Linked DNA regions of Rattus norvegicus: region 1 is linked to region 2. A link is a contact called in public Hi-C data. All regions are on one chromosome and are shown on one strand. Each heading gives the region's core, a stretch centred on a gene start, on an enhancer-like site or on the middle of the called end of the contact. The rest is flanking DNA. Distances are from core to core; before and after follow the strand shown.

Region 1 (4,242 bases), core at 937-3,436, 230 kb after region 2:
TGGCCCTTTCCATACAGTACCCGACACCCAAAGCACACAGGAAGTGACAGTTGGATGAAATCATTGTGTTGTCTTTATCCCTCTGAAGGAAAGATGAAAATTTTCTACTCTAAGAACTCCATCAAGAGTTCAGAAAATCCAAATGGCATGTGTACACTATTATAACATATATGCGAAGCATTATAATGCATATATTCACTACTATAATCCATGGATGCACGATTGTAATATATGTATGGACTATTGCAATCCATGCATTACTATTGTGATATGCATATGCATATATATGCATACACTGCTATAATCTATGCATACACTATGTAATCCATGCATGCACTATTGTAACCCATGTGCATTGAGACTGACATACAGCGGTTACTGATTCTCTAATGAGTTTCCCTGCTGCACACACTTTGAATATGTCTTCAAGGTTTACTGCTACGTGTTAGGAATGTCCTGTGAGAATCCTCAGAGGGAGCCACTGGCTCCTGGACTCTGCTTCATGTGCTTGAGTTTCTCTGATACCCATCTGCAGTTTCATTCTGTGACCATGGCAGTGATCATGCACCCAGTGAATCATTCAGCACAGAGGAGGCTGGAGCACTCAACTACAATTTACTGTTGTCACAGGAAACATAGAAAGTCATGTCGCCAAGCAGTACAATGTTGCTATCTGGTAAACTTTTAAATATCCTCGAGAACAGTTGAAATAAACTAAATAAACACCGCGTTTATGGACTAGAAGAGTCAGGACTTGATGTTCCAAATTCTGCTGAATTCATTTATAAAGTCAGTGTTACAGTGAAGGTCTGGCCTGTTTTAGGACCAGTTGGTAATATCTTTATAAGATCCACACAAAAATGTAAAAGGCAAGGAATAGAAAGGGCAGCCTTGATGCAGAATAAACATGAATTGTTTATATTTCTGACATCAAGATTTGCAAAGATATGGCGAGTAACCAAGAGAATATGATATCCATATAAAAGCAGGAAAGTTTCCCGCGGGAAATGAGAGGAGAATCACAGCTGAGCGGATGGCGTTCCAACTTCGGAGGTAAACTTGTTAAAAACAGAAGTCTGTCATGTGAGATAACAGTCATGCAATCAGGGAAAGAAAGTAAGCCCCCTTTGTCAAAAGACACGGCCATAGATGAGAAAGTGCTTTGAGTCAATTGTCTAGCAAAAGAGCCCACGGAGGAGGAAGAGGACATTTGCACAGAACTCAGGCTCTGGAAGTCTCAAGTTCTCACACTTGCAGAGAGTCTGCTTTGTCGGCTAGAGTTGTCTATACCTGAGACATCTGACACCTGGATGCGACTGCTGTTCATGAGTGTGTATGGCTTCTGTACATGGACTCTAATATCCCAACATGCATGCGCCTCTCATGTTGTGAAAAAAATTCCCAGTTTAAAAAATAGAGGAGAAAACGAATCTTTCTGAAAAGACAAAAAAGACATACTTGTTCATGATGAAATGTCAGTAAAACATTCACGAAGGCCCAAATCAACTTTATTCCTTCATATCGTGCTGTTAAACCAAGAACATAGTATATTTAGCTTTTAAAATATTCTGTCTTTTAAACTTTTATTTTATTATTTGTTTATGTTTATGCGTGTAGAGGTACCTGTGGAGGCAGGAGAGGCAATCAGATCCCCTGGCACTGGAACTAGAGGTGGTTGAGAGCTGCCCCACATGGGTGCTGGGAACTGAATCTGGGTCCTTTGCAGGAGCAGTGAGTGATCTTAACCAAGCATGGAGCACCGTTCCACTCGTGAAATGTACTTTACCTGGGAAAGATTCTCACTTGTGGTGGAATTTAACCCTAAATTGAAAGCATCTTCTACATAAAGTAGAAAACTGTATGCAGAAAATACCATATGTGTCATTTGCATGCATAAAGTACTTTTTTTCTTGGTCAGTGTAAAGTTTATTAAAGCACTGTGTGTGTATGTGTATGTGTATGTGTATGTATATGTATATGTATATGTATATGTATATGTATATGTATATGAATATGTATAAGCTCAACTCTGCTGCCAATCCTCTTCAGGTAAGTCCAGCTGTTCCCTTGTTAGCCCTCTTTCTTCATTTCCTGACTTTCCCAAGTCTGTTGACTTGAGTGACAGTTCTAACTTTTTCTCACAGTCAGAGTGTCCTTTAGACTGGATGATTCACCAGTTGGAAACTATCTCAGGCTCCCAAGATAATTGTGGAATGTCAGTTCACTGCACAGAGTGCAAGTTCAGCATGAAGGAGTATGAGACATGAGCTTCAGAAGAAGGCAAACGTTAAAAGCAGTCAAGTTCAGTTGCAGGAAGGGGCCTCCAGCTTCTAAGCTGGTGTACGTGAGGAAGGGTTCTCCCCTGCCCCAAACTAGTATACATGAAAGAGAAAGAAGCCTAACCTAACTGTCTTACTGTTCAAGCTTTCTAAGAAGTTAAAACTTGCCTCTAAGTTCACAAAAACAAGTAAGAAAGGAAAGAAAAAGAATTAACCTGTATTGTCTTCTCAAAGATCAACACAGAAACACCACCTGTCTGAAAAGTACATTGTGGTGATAATAAGTTAAAATCTAAATATTCCTGGAACCACGAAGCTGATAAGTTATGCTCAACATTAGGGGATTCTTGATTTTCAGTTTTGGAGGAAATCAAGTAATCGTACCAGTTGAGAGTAGTCTGTTTTGGTCACTTCAGTACTTAAAATCTCCTGTCAAGAAAATTAGAAGCTTCAGGGCACTGTGGGAATCTCTACAGAGAAACACTGCCATGTTGCCTTGTGTGGAGCCTAAGTTAGAAAATTGCTACAGTAAGTAGTATCTTAGTAGAGTGATTTGAAGAATCTCAAATACATAGCAATAAAATACAAGTTTCATTTAATATCTCATGACTGGACAACTTGTATGCAAAGAAATGTTAATTCCAGGACTTTGAAGAACGAGAAGAATTTTTGATGTGTTAATGAGTCTAATTCCAAAGTTTCAGACAGGTAAGATTACTTCCTCAACATGACAGGGCTTAAAAGTTACAAGGGCAATGTAAAGATTATTATACGTTTATGTTTTAAAAATATATAGTTCTGAAAAGTATTGTTACTTTAGCGACCCAAATAGAACAATCACAAAAATCATCTATAGTCTATGACCCTGGGTTCAGGCTTGTAAATTTGAATGGAAACAAGAAACAAACAAACCAACCCGGAAGTGTGTTGGCTTGATGTATTTCCATGCTTCTGTGTGGGGAAAAGGAGGCCCTGGCAGGAAATGAAGGCAGAGTAAGTCACACCCCTTTCTGAAAGGATGGTGACCTTGGCTCCAGGAAAAGCACTATGGGAATGTCCTCACTGTTCAACTTCCAATGCTGTTGAAGTGATTCCATGAAGTGTGTGTGCACAGTTGTTATTTATCCAGCTTTGAACTTAACAGTAGACAAAGAAACATTGGGAGTGACCCTAAGGAGACTCACATGGACGGCCACGACCGTACAAGATCTTGAAATTATTAAGTGGAGCAGTTGTCTCCAAGCACAAGGAGTACAGCATCTCAGGGAAAAGGGGAGACTGATTTTTTTCATTCTCACAGGAGACAACATGGAAAAAGACTTGAAATGCACCACGAGGAACTTAATGTAGAAATCAAGACATCACGACACCGGATTGAATGTTCACCAGGTTCCAGAGTTGGCACAGATCTCTTCCCAGAGGTCTTCAGGATGTATCATTAACAGCATTCAAGGAGGACCTTGAGGCGTAAACACTGTTGATTGTGGTGAGTGCTGTTTGGGAGAGAACAGTTGGCCAATAGCTACGGTAGCCGAGGGGCCGGCTGTGCACCTCCCCACAGCTGCAGAGCAAGCCTCTTGCCAGCTAAATTGAGCTGATTGGACACAACGTGGTTGTTTGTAAGCCCCAGAGAGCCTTCCCACATCCCAGCCCTGGGGCTGCTCACGGTATTTCCTCTAGCCTTCAAGTTTAGACCCAAGAAAACTGGAAAAATCCATCTGGTGTGGGCTGGGTTTAGAAATCTGGAATGTATGATCACTTCAAGAAGAGCAGAAGGCCAAGTTGGTCCCTCAGAGTACTTTGTCCTGGGAAGTTCTGAGGTCTAAGACCCATTTTCCTCTCAGCCAGAACTGAGTTGAGGGGTGAAAAAAGAAATTGATTAGATGAGCTATCCACTGTGGGAAGCTTAGCCCCTTAGCCAGACAGTGGCATGTATGAACCTAGCAGGTTTTTCTTTTTTTTT
Region 2 (4,695 bases), core at 2,116-4,615:
GGCCTGGACAATTATGCAGTAAGGAAACTAAGTATACATTATTAAACTTCTTGTGACTTTCCTATGCTTTCTCTTTTCGGTGTTAAGCATTCTTAAATGACATGTCTATAGTTACCCACAACATGCTGCTACCTTTTTATAAATGTCTATAGTTACCTTTTCATAGCTAAAGAGCAAAACTGTAATTTCTGACAGTGACTTCATTTGGAAACCACCATTAAAGTTGACAAGCCCTAGGAAGTGTCTACGGTTATTTCGTTTTAGTAAAAACAGAATCGGTTTTCTTACAGTTCTATTTTGGAGGCCATATAGTTTCAGGTTTAAACCTGACGAGGTTCTTATGCACATCCGTAACGATGAAAATGGTAGGAAGTGTTCAGATTAGCAGTCGTTGTTGCCTAAAGGACCTTTTGCTCCTTGTTTCAAAAGTCAGATGTACAGAGTGATGCTCCATTTACTTCTCTACGAAAATGATGAGCAAACCAGGGTGAGGGGAGCAGGATTTTATGTGCTATTGGATAGGCAAGAAATGCCTGTTTGGTACTGAGGCAGAGATGCTTCCTTGTGTGAACTTAAGGCTCTAGACAGTGACAGTCTGAGGCAGTTTGTGTGAACACCTGTCACTCCGAGACACCTGCATATAAGGAGAGAGGCTCCAACTCAACCAAATCACTGGAAACCAAGTACTTAGGGGGGTGGAGTCTGTAAAACATTCAGAGTCCTTTACTCAGGGCAGGACTTCATGGCTTCTACTTACAGAATGTAAAAACCATGAAGAATAAAGGGCAAGAACTATGCTTCTGGAAATGAGGGACATGTTTCTGGAAACCTTACAGAATAGGTTAGCCTATTTCGGTCTTCTACAAAGATCGTTCATAAAAGGAAACGGAAACTAACATGGCCCATCCTTGCAGCTTTTCTGAGGACATTCAAGAATACAGTGATGACTGCCCTAAAAGGAAAGGAAAGAAGTTAATTTCCATTACTGGCTCCTTATGGATGGATTCAAGTCCACTAAAGCGTCAACTGGGATGTTTTGGTTTCAACTTTGTTTCTCAACAGCATGCAAAGTTATGAATGATAATATAGTTAATATATTTCACAATTACTAATGTAACTTATCGTGACATCACAGAAATACTAGGTGATTTAGAAAGTATTGCTTGTCAGCCTGGAAGCAGACACACAATGGCTCTGATGTTTTTATTAGGCCAAATAAATAAATCAACAAGTCTTTGAGTACTTTAATTTCTTTTAAGTCACTCACACTTCTGAAGCATTTGCCAGTCAAGTTTTTCACTTTATTCTCTTTCAACAAAAGAGATGGATAATTGTGTTTTCTCATGAAACTGAAGAATGTGTTGGGCTTCCCTTCCCACTGGACTCTATTTAGACAGATCTTATATAGGGAACTGACACTGGCCCTTATATCTTTTACAAAAATGTTTCCTATTCCATTTGTTCATTTCTAGACTAGACTCACTGCGATTGAGTTTACTAAATAAAACGCAAGGTCTGTTTTAAGCTAAAAATGCATAGTTTCCCTTGTGTCTCATGGCTGCAGGCAATTAAAAAGGCGAAGCTGACTTCGTTAAATGTTTTCCAGTTCAAGGTTACTGGATCCTAACCTAGTAATATGTGATCTCAAGAAACACAAAATGTAGGCATTTAAGCAGAATCAAATGTGGTGTGTAATATATTCGATTTTGAAATAGAGCATAACCTTTGAAGGTAGTAGTTTTGACAAAATTTTATGGATTATTAAAATTTTTAAAACTTAAGAAATTTGTTTTAGCCTGTCTCTGGCTGAAATACTCTGAAATGTAAATAGGAATCCTTGAAATTATATTTTATAATTAAAACTATCCATGAGCTCCTCCTCATCTTATCACACTGGAGAACAGACCTCTGGCCCCAGGTTTGTGCGAACAGCTGGGGAGAGCCAGATAAAATATTCTGATGTGATACTGTATTTCTGACTTGACACTTCCAATACACACACACACACACACACACACACACACACACACACACACACAGAGAGAGAGAGAGAGAGAGAGAGAGAGAGAGAGAGAGATCTACTGCAGAAACTTCCTTAGGCTGCTACATCTACAAGATAGAAAAGCCCCACCAACTTTACACTTGAAAACATGTCCTTAACACATCCCCTTCCATGAAGGGTGAACAGGCAGCTTCTTGGCTTTTACTACATTTTGTTGCCTTCTAGTGCACTTTCTTGCGGCTGCTGTTCTGTGTAGGGAGTGCCTGGGTTCCTTGCATGTAATCCCACGCATAATTGTGAACACTAAAAAACATTCAAAAGCTTGGAAATGCAGTATGCCAATGGTCATAAAAATGTTTATCAAAATCCACTGCAATTGTTAAGACTTTAAAAAATTACTTTGAACCCAAACTATCCAAACTCCCGTTCACAGGTGATTTAGATCATGGAGTTCTGTTGTTGATCAAATACTGTTCCTGATAAAAATTCCCTGGAAAATTATTTTCCACTAACAATTTTTGAGGCCTTAGGTTATCTTTAAGATAAGCTTCGTGGAACTTTTAATTTCACATACATTCCTTTTCACTGCATCCTGAGCTATATCGTCCCCAGAATACATGTCCAAATTCCTTAGTTTGTAAAGAAGCGAAAAGCATTCCCTGGCTTACTAAAGTCCCCCACCCCGTGACAGACATGTGACAAAAGTTAAAACTTCCTGATGAGTTATGCTTATTTTACTAGATTAAAAATGTATTGGTGTTTTTGACAAAATTATACAAACATTACAAAACAGGAAGGAATTGGGTTCCCCCTCCCCCATGTAATTTTAGGGATCAAATCACAAACTAAATGAAGCAATCACTAAAACCCCACAGCAGGAATTTCCACTCTTCAGTGTGTAATTATATTGCATTTGCAGAAGTGACTGTCCTTTCTGGAACTTTCATATTTCGCATGATCTGTACTTCACACATTTTCCCTCTGTCTGGGGGCACGGTGGCATGGTGTACACGTTTTTTCCGTTGTTGTTGCTGTTTGCTTGTTTTTGCTTTTTAAATGTTCTTCACAACTCTTTTTAACTCAATTCTAAGGGTGAATCCACCAGTCCCCTTAAATCGGAGGCTGACAGCTCAAGACTGACAGGGCCCCTGAAACACCGGGTACTCCCCTGTTGCGCTTGCAGGATTTCTGCAGGCAATCAACTTTTTAAGAGCGTCCTCGAGTCCACATCCACGATCGCTAAAATCCTGCTCCGGGTTTTCGCGCAGCCCGCGTGATTGACACATGATATCACCGGGGGCGGGTCCCGGCGTGGAGGTGGAGGTGGCGGCGACGCTGAAATGCTGCGGAGCCCGCGCGCGAGTGCTCAGCACGCAGGGGTTTGCGGCGGCCCCGCAGCCAGAGCTCTGCGGGCTGAGGAGCTGCTGTGGGCGGCGTGCATGTGCCGGGAAGGCCGGCCCCAGGCTCTGCACTAGGTAAGAGCCTTCCCCTCCCGCCGAGGACCTGGCGAGATCAGGTGAGAATGGTGCTTTATTTTATTTTATTTTCTTGGAACTGGACGTTTTCTGAGCTGGCTCTAGCTCTGTGCCCGGCGCTCTACGGTCGGCCCTGAAGCGAGTTCCGTAGCCGGGCAGCGAGTTCCGTGTGTGCGAACGCGGGCTGGCACCGCCGCGCACCCGCGTGTCTGTGCGCATTGTTGGCGACCGACCCGCCGGGCGCTCGTGCCAGACCTGACTTTCCCCGTCCCTGCGTGCGGGCTTGCCTCTCGCAGACGCGTCGTTGGGACGCGCTTTTGACTGCGGGGCGTTCCGTGGGGGCAAAACGTGCACGGCCGCGTGTGTCCGGAGCTCGTGGCTGTCTACCACGGCGAGCAGGACAGCGTCCCGGGCTGGCGAGGGACTCACGTGTTTCTGTCTCTGCTCGTCTGCAGCCGGCGTGGCGACTGCGGGGACGCGGACCTGCGGGAACCCGAGAGCCCGGGACGACGCCGGGCCGCGCGCCTGACGACCGGGACGGGACGGTGCTGTGGAGCGGGCGCCGCGCGCACCCGGCGGATGTCCCCGAGCCGCCCTCGGCCGCCGCCAACCGCGGAGAAGCGCCCCTGCCCGGGGGCCGCTGAGGCCGCAGCGCGGGCCATGCGCGCCCGGCCGCCCCGCCGCGCTTGATGCGGCGCGCGCTTCGCCCGCTCCGCGCCCCCGGCCGGCGCCGTGGAGGCCGAGGTGAGTGCGGGCGGCAGGTGCGGGCCGGGGCGGGCCGGGCGGTCCTGGCGGTCTTCGCGCAGCCCGTGCCAAGCGCGCGGCACCCGATGGCGCTGGGGATCCAGCGCCCGCCTGTGCTCGGAGCGCAGTGCCGCGGGACGCGGGGAGAGGGCGCTGCCTCCTCCCGCCCGCGAGCTGTTTTCATTCATAACTTTCCCCCGCCGGACCTGCCGCGGCTGGGTGCCCCTGAGGTCTCGGCTTGGGGCCCAAGCGCCGGGCGGTGCTACCCACAGTGCTGTCCGCGCGCGCGCTCCGGCTTAGCTCTGGGCGGTTGCGGGGCGCCTAAGTGCTCCGCCTGAGCGAACTTGCTTGGGAATGCCCTGTAAAAATGCGAATGAAAGCTGTGCCTAGGGGTTTCATAGCTCAAACAAGCCGTTCCCACGTCTTCCTTTCTTGTGGATGAGGCTTGGCACATTTAAAGTCTTCGTTATGGAG

What was found. Hi-C and Micro-C count contacts between places; a contact is called where the count stands out from the background.
Region 1: a contact with region 2 is called in a Hi-C map of psoas muscle, with 3 times the contacts expected there. The contact joins the enhancer-like site here to the promoter of Spry1 in region 2. A contact is called at or near these places in 2 of 12 Hi-C or Micro-C datasets (mammary epithelial cells and psoas muscle).

The regions. Positions count from the first base shown.
Region 1 is chr2:122,712,280-122,716,521 of GRCr8, forward strand. It overlaps LOC134485902 (a long non-coding RNA gene), which reads right to left. Exons shown (of 3, transcript XR_010064258.1): 3 at 783-3,772. Among named protein-coding and RNA genes, the nearest start is that of Spry1, 230 kb to the left of the region's middle. Within about 2 kb of position 2,187, at least 11 of the 93 cell types and tissues checked have an H3K27ac peak or open chromatin away from gene starts, as enhancers often do.
Region 2 is chr2:122,481,982-122,486,676 of GRCr8, forward strand. Spry1 (sprouty RTK signaling antagonist 1) reads left to right here and starts at 3,366. Exons shown (of 3, transcript NM_001395072.1): 1 at 3,366-3,518; 2 at 3,933-4,221.